Linked DNA regions of Zea mays: regions 2 and 3 are each linked to region 1. Evidence: chromatin contacts called from public Hi-C data. All regions are on one chromosome and are shown on one strand. The core of a region is the stretch at or near the end of the contact, and the rest is flanking DNA. Distances in the headings are between cores, read along the strand shown.

The links. A called contact is a pair of places that touch in the nucleus more often than the background predicts.
Region 2: a Hi-C map of ear shows a contact between it and region 1, with 2.9 times the contacts expected there. The contact joins the promoter of LOC103646016 here to the promoter of LOC109943965 in region 1. A contact is called at or near these places in 3 of 25 Hi-C or Micro-C datasets (ear, leaf and tassel).
Region 3: a contact with region 1 is called in a Hi-C map of endosperm, with 5 times the contacts expected there. The contact joins the promoter of LOC100274866 here to the promoter of LOC109943965 in region 1. A contact is called at or near these places in 4 of 25 Hi-C or Micro-C datasets (bundle sheath, endosperm, leaf and 1 more).

The regions. Positions count from the first base shown.
Region 1 is chr2:14,674,454-14,678,621 of Zm-B73-REFERENCE-NAM-5.0, forward strand. LOC109943965 reads left to right here and starts at 2,150. Exons shown (of 2, transcript XM_020548170.3): 1 at 2,150-4,120. The coding sequence starts at 2,521. The coding sequence ends at 3,384.
Region 2 is chr2:14,820,723-14,825,091 of Zm-B73-REFERENCE-NAM-5.0, forward strand. LOC103646016 (cell wall / vacuolar inhibitor of fructosidase 2) reads right to left here and starts at 1,634. Exons shown (of 1, transcript XM_008670754.4): 1 at 801-1,634. The coding sequence starts at 1,520. The coding sequence ends at 990.
Region 3 is chr2:14,923,629-14,928,094 of Zm-B73-REFERENCE-NAM-5.0, forward strand. It overlaps LOC100274866, which reads left to right and starts at 1,664. Exons shown (of 1, transcript NM_001149127.1): 1 at 1,664-2,563. The coding sequence starts at 1,823. The coding sequence ends at 2,125.

The sequences.
Region 1 (4,168 bases), core at 900-3,399:
TACATGCAGAGCCTTGGCGCCGCACAGGGTCATGCTCCACCACCTCCGTTGTTCCCTGCAACTGACCCTGCTGAGTTCACTACTCCTGTGAGTATCAAAATTTTAGTACTGCATGATATATATTCATATGTTCTCACACATACAATCTACTCTCTATGCAGGGTCAATCGGCGGCGTCGAACAACCCTCATGCTTCGTCCAGCCCTTCGCCGAACCAGTCCAGATGCCCACCTCGTTGATGATCCAGACTTGGTCTTGTGAGTGTTGGTGATGTTTGGCTAGACTTGGTCTTGTGAGATACTTGGTGATGTTAGTGATGATCCAGACTTATATCTGTTTTGTGATGATCCAAACTTATATTTGTGAGTGTTGGTGATGTTAGTTATACTTGGTCTTGTGAGATACTTAATGAGACTTATGTGCTGTGAAACCTGATTTATGTGGTGATATTTGTGATATATATGGTGTTGATGATAAATGTGTTGATTCTGTGATGCGAATGATATATAATGTGATGTGAATGATATATATCTTTTGTTTGTTTGGATGGAACAACAAAAACAAATAAAAAAGGGACATCCTGGTCACTTTGCCGAGTGTAACACTCGGCAAAGGTCGCTTTGCCGAGTGCTATGACCATGGCACTCGGCAAAGAAGGAAACCTGGGAACCGGTAAAGCCATCTTTGCCGAGTGCTGACCATGGCACTCGGCAAAGAAGGAAACCTGGGAACCGGCAAAGATGTCTTTGCCGAGTGCCGTTGCCAAGGCACTCGGCAAAGGGACTGGCAAAGGGGCCCACTGGAGGGTTCTTTGCCGAGTGCCAGTCCACCAGACACTCGGCAAAGAAACCTCCTTTGCCGAGTGCCTACTAGGGCTCTCGGCACAGAGACTGGCTGTGGGGTCCACTAGACCAGTCTTTGCCGAGTGTCGCCGTTGGCACTCGGTAAAGGATCCGTCACCGTCACTTGGCGCCGTGACGGTGACTTTTCTTTGCCGAGTGCCAAATGGCACTCGGCAAAGTCTTTGCCGAGTGCCCGACAAAAAGTACTCGGCAAAGAAGCTGTTGCCGATGTACAGTTCGCCGAGCGTTCTTTGCCGAGTGTTACACTCGGCAAAGGCTTTGCCGAGTGTAAAATAGCCTTTGCCGTGTGTTTAGAACACACGGCAAAGAAGCTGATTCCGGTAGTGTTGGTGGGAAGAAACCAGGTGAGATGTACGTGATTGCTGAGTGCTGACTCCGTCGGAGAAGAAACTCCGGCTAGTAGTGGGAAGCTTTCGATGGCCCGTGCTGTGTCGAGTGTGTGACCGAGCGGGCCCGTCACACCGTGTTTGTGTGGCGCTGCTGCTGCCGGGAATGCGGCAGATAAGGATTATTCTGCATTCTGTAACCCGAGGGCACGAGAAAGCTGCCCGGCGCAGCGTCGATCACGCTTCGTTTTCGCCGGGTCAATTGCAGGTGCAGGTGCAGGAAGGTTCGGCTCGGAAGTGGACCTGCGTCGTGGTCGTCGAGTTCTCCCGCCCGCGAGCTGGCTCGTCGACGGCCGGCGAGAGCTCGAGAACGCTGGAGACGATCGCTTCGCCTGGCCCGTCGCTTTGGGCGTCACGGACGACACGGACTCACGGAGTGCAGTGCAGTGGTACTGCTAAGCTCGCCCGTGGCCTGGTCAGCCGTACAGGATACGGCGCCGACGCGCCGTGCACAGCTCCCGTTGGATGCACAGGTTGCACGCTGTACGAGCCACTGCGTACAGTACATGGATCAGTAGTACTCCCTCCGGTTTCCTATTAGTTGTTGTTTAGGACAACGACACGGTCTCCAAAATATAACTTTGACCAATATTTTTTGTTAAAATACAAATGAACTCTTAATACATTTATACTTTTATAAAAGTACTTTTTATGATAAATTGGCGCATATAAATATTAGGTTCCAAAACTAAATAACAAAATAGTTATTTGTAGTAAAAAATTTATAAGTTTGACTCGAACCTTATCCAAAACGACAACTAATAGGAAACCGGAGGGAGTACTAAGCAATAAGCATACATGGATTTACAGGGTGCTTAGCATACGGATAGATCCGGACTTGCATTAGCCAAGCGTGCAGTGCAGCGCATCCATCCCACGCGGGCGGAGCACGCGTGCACGCGCTGCCGCCATCGGGACACGAAAACCTAGTGCTGCTGCCCGTACTGGTTTGCATGCGGGGTCTGAGCACGGTTACTGAAACGAAACCAGCTCGTTTACCGCAAACCATCTCTTCCTTTCTTGCACGCACGCACGCACGCCTTCTCACGTGATCCAGCCATATTTTAAACACCGTCCTCGAGCGAGGAATCGAAATTTCCAATCGCGCTGCAGTGCACAGAGGAGAGAGAGCCGGTCGCAGAGAAGATACTCCTACCCTACCCTTCCACCACTGGAGGAGGAGCTGACTACGCAGACACCAGACAGCCTCGAGTAACGAAAAGGGACAGAGCTCGTTTAATGGTCACGGCAGCGGCAAGGGGAGATCGACGATGAGGTGCGCCAGGCACCCGTACGAGGGCGGCGTCGGCGTCTGCGCGCCGTGCCTCCGCGACCGCCTGCTCGCGCTCGCCGCCGCGCAGAACGCGGCGTCCTCGCTGCCCCCGCCCCCGCCCCCGCCGGAGGAGCAGGAGCCCGAGCCGGTGTTCCCGAGGTCGGTGTCGCCGTACGTGTGCCGCCGCAAGTCCGACGCGTCGGCGCCGCGGGGGCGCCCACCGGGCAGCCTGCTCTTCTTCCGGACGCCGCAGGTCGGCCCCGCGTACGGCGCCGGATCAGGAGCCGGGTTCGAGGACGGAGACATCGGGTTCCGGAGGCGGCGCGGCAGGTTCTCCGTGCTCGCCGCGCTCTTCGGCCAGAGGTCGGAGGACGACAAACGCCGCGACAAGGAGGGGGCGAAGTACAGGTCCTCGTGGTGGCTCGCGGGGATCGTGCCGCGCTCCCGCCGTAGTGGGAGGAAGGACAGAGAGGCCGGTTTGCCGCCGCCATCCCCGCCGCGGCGCTCGTGCCGCGGGATCAGCGGCCGGGGGCTCTCGCCTGTGAGGTACACCGACGGAGACGGCGAGGAGTGCACTTCCCCAGCGGAGTCGCTGTGGCTGCCTTCGCCGTCGCCGATGCGGAAAACCCCGTGCCGCCGCCGCTCGGGACTGGGAGCGCCCGGGGCCGGTGTCTCGGGGTTCTCGATGTGCATCAGCCCGCTCGTGCGGCCCAGCATGGCGAGGCACCTCCGTGGCGGCCACCCGCCGGACGCGATCGTCTCCGGCGATCTCCGCCCGTCGCCACTCCACCCGCTCACGTCCAGCGCCTCGCTCCACCATTGCCGCTCCTGGAAGCTCGCCGATGGTGGCCGCTTCCGGTGAATTCATCGTCTCCCTGTCACTGTGACTGACCCCTGTAAACATAAACTTCTCTCTCACCGTTCTCCCACTTGTTCAGTCCATTTTCACCCCCAAAATCTTACACGACCATTACATTTCGGGGGTTTTATCCTTCTTTTCTTTCTCTCCCTTTTCATTTTACCTTGACATGAAAGCTATGGGAAAAAGCATTTAGGCCTCGCAAACTGTTCCACTGACACGTGGGCGCCGACATTTCTAACGGTGCCGTTTGTCAGCGGAACATGTTGCAACGCTGTAGAAAGGAAGAAGCTCCCCGTACCCAGTGTTTTCGTGCTCGAATTCTTGTTGCGTTCTGAGATTCTCCGATCAAGTAGCAACAATGCCCGTCTTTATCCAGTCCCACCGGCGGCAAGGGCTTGTGGTCCGAGGTGGAGTCGACGAGCGTTGTACGGCTTCGGATCGCGCGCGTACTCTGGTTTGCGCGTGAGCGGGCTTTCTTTGCGCGCCAAATTCACCGCGATCGACGGTGCCCAAACCGTCGTCGTGAAATTCAGCGCCGTCGCCTCGCCGCCGCTGCTGCTTGAGATGCCAAGCCAGACGATCCGGCCGGATGTGGCATCGCTGGTGCCGGCGGACATCTACATCCCGTCGAGCCACTCCCTATCGCCGACATCGCGGAGGAGCTCGGGCTCCGGCCAGAGCACTGTCACCACTACTGCAAATACAAGGCCAAGATATGTTTCTCCATTTTTCTTGAGTAAGCTCTCGCCTCTCTGCAGAACTCCTTAATTGCTGCATGATCTGA
Region 2 (4,369 bases), core at 384-2,883, 150 kb after region 1:
ACTAGGACCATGGGAAATTAGGATTAGGTTTTAGAATTTTATTTCATATGAAACACCTCTAGTAATCAAAACTCATATGTCATAGCTTAGGGGTTCTCCATCGGATAGTGGGTATAGGGCAAGAGAGAATATAACCACGCCCACTATATCCACTAGGTATAACAAACAGTGGTGGATCTAGGATCTATGATAAAAGAGGGCTAGAAGCTAACTATCTTTTTTTATCATATTCTTCTTCTTTTTCTCTTCACCTTCTTATTACTTCTTCTCCCTTCTTTCTCCCTTCCTCTCTCTTTCTCCTCTTCTTTCGTCCTCTCCCTTACTCCCTCCTACTTGTAAGTTGTCGGCGCAAGCGGGGCTGGAGCCCACCCAGCCCCCCTCTAGATCCGCCATTGATAACAAATTACTCAAAAAGTATCCATGATTGCCAAAAATCGTTATATCCATGCTCCAATAAAGTTTTTATCTATTGGGACGTGGGTTTTAGGTATCCGTTGTCATCCCCCACGTCAGAATCCGTGAGAAGGAAAATCAAGTTTATGTTACAAGCCGGTTTCCAGGGCGTCGCAGCGCCTCTCTCTCATTCTCTACCATGGGCTTGTCGTTCCTGGGCCGTTGGGCCATCAGCTTCGGTCCACTTCGCCTTTCTGCCAATTACTCACGCGCCTTGAGGTATTTGGATTTTCACGCTTGTTTCCGTTCCCAGCGCCTGCTTGGGCATGAGCATGACACAACAACGGTGCTTGGCTGCTTGCCAATGCAAGTTGGTATGTAGATTGCAGTTTCCAAATGAGGCCTTCTTAGCTCAGTGCAAAATGGTAAGTGTAGTGAATTTAAAAATGATGTACTGGTTTGATACGTAGCAGTTTTTTCTTAATAAGCCCGAGATCATCACAATTCACAACAGTTCAACGAAGCTTGCAAAAGCTCATAAAACCGCCGAGGGTATTCATTTTTAACCTATATCGAAAAGGATTATACACCTTTGCTTACAACGCGGCCGTTACAGACAGCGCGATGGACGCATCCTTCCGGAACCCGGCGTCCTCCGAGGCCAGCGGCGAACGCACGCCCAGGTCCTGGAACCCCTGCTCACAGGTGCCGGGGGCATCCTCCACCGTGCTGAGCGCCATCACCGCGTCCGCGCGGCCCCGGGGCGTGCCCGAGGCGATGCCCTTCGCCGCCACGCCGGTCTGGTCCACGGCCTGCGCGTACACCTCGGAGCAATCGCTGAGGCACGCCAGCCGCTCCTTGTCCTTCTCGGAGGCCCGCAGGGCGGCGATGTGACTGGCGGTGCTCTTGGCGGCTGCCCCCATGATCCTCACGGCGATGGCGGCGAGGCCACGCTTGTCCGCGCCGGCGCTTCCCCTGTCGGCCTGGAAGAACTTGATGCAGTAGGCGTAGCCGGTGTCCGGGATCTTAGCGGCGAAGGACTTGCACGCGTCTTGTAGGACGGAAGCGTTGGACGTGGAGCAGGCGAGGAGGATGACGAGAGGGCACAGAGCTTGCAGAAGCTTCATGGTCCCCTTGACTGGCCTGACTGACAATGCAAATCCAAATTCAAATGTGCTTGGAGTATACTTTTTATAGACTGGTGTCCTTTTGAACTAATATAAAAGGTTTTTTAAGCTGCTGCCCTTTCTGATATCCTCATTTTTATCCTTAGTCATTTTTTGCTCAATTTTGTCCTTATGCTCTATAACACTAGAAGGACAGAACTAAGAAAAAAAATACAACTAAGTTTAAAAACGAAGACACCAACAAAACTGAGGGCACCAGCTTAAAGTACCCTAATATAAATAGGTTACGGCTGGTTTTTGGAACCTATTAATCCCGTACCATAAATAACTGGCGTTTTTCTCACAAGTTCAGTTATGACATGTTACTATACAGAGAAAATTTTAGTAAAAATTTATGACATTTATATGAAACTAATAAATGGATTGTGGCTGGTTCTTGGAACCTATTAATCCCGTACCATAAATGACTGGCGTTTTTTTTTTATATCGGCAAGATCTCACAAGTTAAATTCTGACAGGTTACTCATACAGAGAAAATCTTAGGAAAAGTAGAATAGGTCATCTAGACATCTACCATTAAAAAATAGGCTCATTAATCCTAGAATAAATTTAGAAAAACTAAAGCACTCAAAGAACCTAAATTGTTGTTTTTTTGGACGGAATTGTGAATCTTATTGTTTGAGTACTCTAGTATTCAACTCAATCCACATATATTAAGGTGAATACTATAGTATCTAAATAAAACCTAATTGAAACACCTAACAATGTCGTCACGACCTGCAGGGCCCAAATCAACTTGCTAGATGAACTTCAACTTCTCGGGAAACTGGGCTTCAACTCTTTCCGCTAGGTCATAACCTGAGTTACTAACACGAGCATCTAGCGGGCCGAAACGTGCGTGCGACATTGGGCCCTGGTTGGTTGGCTTCCGGAATATGGCAAACCAAAGATTTATCAAGCCATGATTTTAGCTATTATTTGGTTTGCTACCAAAACTCGTTAATCTTTCACGTTTGGATTGTCAAATCTATAGTATTTTTTTACCTAATTTTGGCTTGCCAGACCTTTGCAGCCTTTACATGGCAATTGCATAAGTCCGTTTGGCTGCCACTTGCCACACCACGTCCGTAAGAACCTGAACGAGCCCTTTCCGGGCGGTTGCCCATCCGGTCGTTGTGCCCTCCGGTTCTAGACCGCGCCGCGATCCGCTAACACATGCATTGTCGGTCTGTTGTGCCTCAAAACCTTGACGTCAAAGAGTCAGAAATACACAAAATGCTCTGATTCGGACACCATTTCTATCGAGGCAAGTCTGTTGCACATTGGCTCTGATCTGATACCTCTCCAAACGTGCATTCTTTATTCCCAATTTTCCGTTGCGTCTTTTGGGTGTTCTTGGTTTGGACTTTAGAACGTAGAAGCTCTTACTTTATCAGGCACATATAGTCATATATATGCGCATTAGGCATGCTCTATCTCGCATCAGATGTCTAAATCTGATTCATGAAACGTTCGACATCTTAGAGATGATGAAACTACGAACGTGTGGTTATATATGCCAACGGTGTTTGAGTATGATGAGTGATGGTCGAGGAGTTGATTAGCTTTGGTTTAGTGTTGACTAACTTTAACGTCATGTACTGTTGTACAACATATCTCTTAGCTTTTGGTGTGTACCAGATGTGGCAGTCGACGTCGGAGGTGAAGGTCAAGCGAGTTCTTGTCGACGGACTAGAGATGTCATAGGATCGACCGTGTGTGGTTGAGACATTGACAAGTGCAAGTTGGTCTACTCAAGGTGAAGATCGGTCAAGTCAAACATAGGTGTGTAACACCCTAAATTTAGGGATATAAAATTTCTTTCTAATTATCACCCAAATTCAGATGTTACTCTTCTCTCTCTAGTTTCTATCTATGTCTAGACACACACTCTCTCTCTCTCTCACTCTCTCTTTTTGAGTAGAAATAGCTTATTTAAGGTTGGATTAATTATTTATCTTTGCTAAAACACTATGGGTCATGATATGTTGCATCATGCTGAGCTTAGATATTCTTTGAATTGTTGCACATGTTTGAATTAGTTTAAATTAAAAACTTGATTTGAATTTGAATTGAAAACCCTAGAGAAAAGAAATAGAAAAGCAATTAGGGAATTCAGGAAAAAGGAAAAAGGCAAAGCAGCCCAGCCGGCTCAGCTCGGCCCAGCCAGGTCGCGCGCCCGCGCCGCCTGACAGGTGGGTTATACCTGTCAGGGGCAACTCCCTCCCCTGCGCCCTCTCCCTCCCCCTCTCTGCCCTATGGGGTCAGGCTGTCAGCGCCGGTTTCCTCGTCCGCACGCCCCTCTTCTCTCTTTGCTCTGCGGGCCCGCTTGCCAGTCGTCGAGCCGTTCCCCCGCGCGCCCGTCCTCTCTCTCTCTCTCTCTCCATCGTGGGCCTGCGCTGTCAGCTCCGCCTTCCCCGCTCCCGCCATGGACTCGCGCCCGTCGCCGGGAACCTTGGCCACGTCATGCGCCCATGCGTCCCGGCTCTTTTTGAGCACCGCCCGCACCCTCACTCACTTCCCCACCTCATTTCACGTAGCCCCGCTCTCGCTAGCGCTTTGCCCACGCCGTCCGACCTCGCCGAAGACCTGCACCCGCCTCCCGGATCATCTAGCTCGCCGGAGGCCACGCCAAGCGACCCCGAGCTTCGCCTCGAGGTGAGACACCCATCCCCGCGCTTATTTTCCCCTATTTGCGCTGCCTTTAGCCAATTTGGCCTCGCCGGTGTGCGGCCGCGCTTGCTCGCCGCGCCCGCACGGTGTCTAGCCAGCCCGACCCCGTCCAGTGCCTCGGTTTTGGCCCAAAGTGC
Region 3 (4,466 bases), core at 414-2,913, 250 kb after region 1:
GTGGACAACTATGAACAGTGTTCCTATTATATTTACATTCCTACGATGCAAGTGTGCCTCGTCCTCTGAAGTCCTGAATTGGTATAATCTTCTCAGCGCATAAGGAACAGCAGAAGACCTGAGTTGCATAATGATTTATCAAGCCTAGGATTTTTCATTCTTGTCGCCTTTCATCGTTCTTCCAGAGGGAGACGGTTCGCCACTGGAAGCTGGTGAGGCAGCAGCCTGTTGAGGCTCCTTCAGAGAAGTGGCCATTCCTGAAACTTCCTACAGAAAAAGAGAAAGCAAATGATGTATGTTGTCATTATCCATGTGATTGGTTGTACGAGCGTCTAGCGTCTGGCTAGCTGTAGCCTGACTAATCGGATACGCGCTTGGATCACGTCTGTGTGGATGCAAGAAAAGATGTATAATTTGGCTATGATTACACCAGCACATCCGGAACCTGTTTGTTCCATACAGACAAGCAAACATAGGATGAGGTCTGGTCAATGCATGTGAAGAGCCTAATTGATCTAACGCAGGTAACCAAACATATGGTATATGAGCGTAATGGATCACAACAAGCGTGAAAAGCAAAATTACAAAAACCGCATTATAGAATTTGGTGGGTGGGGGGGTACAACTCATAGTTGAATACTTGAATATATTTGTTTACCCGAACAAATTGCATATCAATCTGTAGTCATTACCGCCGCCAACTAAAACCCATGCAACTTGGAACCCCAAACCAATCATGCAGTTTACACAATTGAGTTAGTCACTGATGTGCTGACATGCACCTCACCTTATGCACTACAAGCAGACAAGCTGAGGAACTTATGTGCCTGAATACTAATGCACACAAAAACAAATCTGACAATAGTACCACACCTTTTAAATTTCTGAATCGTCCCAATTATGTTTAAATGCAGTGGAAGCTTAAATTACTAGACATTGTGCCACAAGCATACCCACAAAGATTAAACATATACAATATACAAATGTAAAGTATATACATCTACATATTATTACAGAATTTCTAGCATCATTCAATCATCTATTTAAGAGCATCATAGATAATTGGATAAAGTAGCAGCACTAAGATAATACCACGTAACACATTACATATTCCATAACATGATCATTAAATAGTTGTTAAGCCTTCAGCTGCCTTCTATGACATTATCATTCAAAATGTTGTTAATTAGTCAAAAGAGATGAATGACGGGAGGTCAAGTTCATGCTTTGGGCTATGTTTATAGCAGGTATTTTATACCCACGGGTTAATGGGTATGAGTGAGGGTTAATGGGCATGGGTGAGGACGGGACGCCGTTTAGCCATTGAGTGAAGGTTTTTGAACATTTAGTCTATATACATATCATAACAGCTAGTTTAAAAACTTTATTTTCTCGAGTGATCTCTATTTTTTTAAGATAAAATGTAATAATTTTTCTTTAGAAAAAGAGAATCCTAAGGAATAATGGAGTCTCTAAAATAGCCATAATAGAGTAAAATTCATCGGATATGGGGTCGCAGGTGTTGCCATCTCTGCTCCCGTCGCTAGCTGGTTCGAGAATCACCCATGGCCCCAGCTTTCCGGTAAGCTCCACGTCAGTCCCGCTTGTCGTGTTCCTCAGCTCGCAACGATAAATACGCACCCGGTCTACTTCGCTGCGAGCCAAGCTCACCAGAGCAGAGAAACTCGCACGCACTCACTCTCTTCCCCCCCTCCTGCCCACTCTCCAAAGCGGCGCAAGCATCTAGCAAAGCTGCGCAGCGCAGCCAGCAAGCTTGGTCTGGAGAGACAGATATAGCCAGCCAGAGAGCAGCAGACGAGGCATGGCGACGTCCGTGGCTTGCGCCTTCTTCTTCGACGCGGAGCCGCTGGGCGAGCCCGGGCGGCACGCGCTGGACGCCTGCGCGCTCTGCGCCAAGCCGCTGAGCCGCAACAGCGACATCTTCATGTACAAGGGCGACACCCCGTTCTGCAGCGAGGACTGCCGCTACGAGCAGATGCACCACGACGCGGCGTACGCAAGGCAGGCGGCCAGCAGCCGGCGGAAGCAGCAGCAGTCGCAGTCGCAGCGGAGCAGAGGGGCCTCGTCCGTGGGCGCCAAGGCGGACGTGTCCGTGGCCAGCTAGTCAGTAGTAAAAGCAAGCACAGCGACGCCGAGAAAGGAGGAGGAGGAGGAGGAGAAGAAGAAGGCCGTGCTGGTTGAAGCAGCGTTACAGCTGCAAGAGATCCCGTTGGGGGGGCGGCGCTCCGCTCCGCTCCTGGCTGGCCGGGCGGGGCGCTGCGCCGCACAACGAGTTTCGTGCGCGGAACAGAGGCAAGCGGAGGTGGATGGATCTGAAGACCGAAGAAGGTGACAGATCGAACCTGATCTGCGGGTTGGAAGCTTAAACCGACGCCATACGTGCTCTGCTCCCCTTGTTTATGTGTTCCCCTGACGGGATCTTCTGGGCTGTGTGTGCTAGAGCTTGAGGCGTGAGGGTGTGTGCGGGAGCACCATCGGCCTGTAATAACTGTACGAATCATTCCAGCATATGTTATGTGCTAGCCCTAAAATTTTGATCGCAGACATGTTCTTGTTCCTGACTGCTTTTTGTGTGCCTTCACGTGTTTCGATTGATCTCTTCCGCACCAACCGATGAGATGAAGCTTGGCAAACGATATGCCTGCCGGGTCTCCTTTGAGCGTTCAGACGAAGACCGCGCCACAAAATCTGCGGCCGGGCCGTTTGATCTCGAGACTGATTAAACAAAAAGTGTACATCTGTCTAGCTAGCAGACGGTGGAGATAATTAATTATAGCAGATTCTCAAAGTTTTACCACTAATAAAAGTCTTGAATTCACCTCAGATTTCTGGAATCGAATCTCCAGTCATGGGAAATGGCACCCGGGGTGAACCATAATCACCTCAGATTCATCAGTTCTTTTTCCGATCGAAGTCCGAACCCCGTCCGGCCGTCGGCCCCAAGGCACAGACTGACTGACAAGTTACGTCTTGGATCCGTCCGAAACCTGCGAGTAAACGGAATTCTGAGCGACCAATAGTCTGACATGACTGTGCAGCGCAGGCGCAGCGGCTTCGTCGAGCTGAGGTGTCGACAAAACAACTAGCTGCGCAAGTGTTCCAGTCGCGTAACCACAGCTATAGATACATACAATTACTACTAAAGTAGCAGTATTAAGTTTTTTATATCCGGAGTCAGTGTGAAGCTAGTGAAACAAAAGATCCAAAAAAATGTCCGAAATCAATGCACACACGTCAGAACACCCTTGGTTCTCCTTTTATCTTTTGTTTACGTCGCACTCACTACTCATCGCTGAGTCACCGGCAGTCCCCACCTCACCCAATCATGGCGGCGAGAGACGTCATGGGGCCGGCCATGGGGCTGGCTGTGGAAAAAAAAAAGAAAAAGAGAAGGCGTGGTCCGTGGACGCGCAGACCCAACATGTGTCGAATCACCCGCTGCCTTGTTGTGCGTGACTCACCGCCTGCGCCAACCGCAGCATGGCCCGCCCGTCCACGCCAAAACCAGCGCAGCGGCCCCGGCCCGCACTTTTACGCGTCAGCCCCCCCCCCCCCCCCCCCCCCCCCCACTCAGCGCCCAACAACTGTGCGATGGAATGCGAACGCTTCCCATCGTTTTGTCTTTTTTTTTATCTCTATCTCTTTCTTTCTTTGACAGTGAAACTGTGAAAGAGGATCAGGCGAGCTGTCCACGTTGCCACATCCCGCAGGTGTTCGTCCGTCCGTCAGTCCACCGTGCGTCTCTTCTCTCGCCGGCCGCCGAACAAGCAGCTCGCGTGCTACGCACGGGACGGGATACAGTCGCAAGCATCCGTAAACAAAGCTGGGCGCGTATCTCCAGAGATGCTGCTCCCCGGGGCGAAACCTGCCTGCCTGCCGGACCGATGGAATCTCGAGCGCTTCGTGCGGCCGCAACGCAACGCAAGCATGCGCCCACGGCCCACCCCCGAAAGCGTGCTCGCACGGCCGCCCAAGTTGAAACCTGGCGACACAGAGTGGTGGTCTACTCTAAACAACGGAGTTTTCTTCCTTCCATACACAGAGCCAGCTAGCGTACCGTATAGGATTCTGTCCAAAGTTGTCAAGTTCAATGCCGGCGGGCGCAAGCACAACAGATCGCGTGCATGTGCGTTCTCGGCCAGTGCGTGCCCACCTCGTAGCAGACGCGCCACCTGCCATGCATTGGTTCCAGCCGCCGATGCTCACACGCACGGTGCTGCTGCATCGTGGCGTGCATGCACCAACTCGGACTGGTCCGGAGAGAATCTCTGATCTCTCGTCAGGAAGGAAGGAGACCTAGTAGTAGTAGTAGACAAAGCAGTGTCCATGCAGGAAAAGCCTGAAATCGTGTGAGTGAGCGTGACACGTACTGTGACTGTGAGGGAGGGAGCAAGGCTGTTCCAAAAACTCTGCAACTTGCGAGGGCGAGTGCCTTCAATCATACT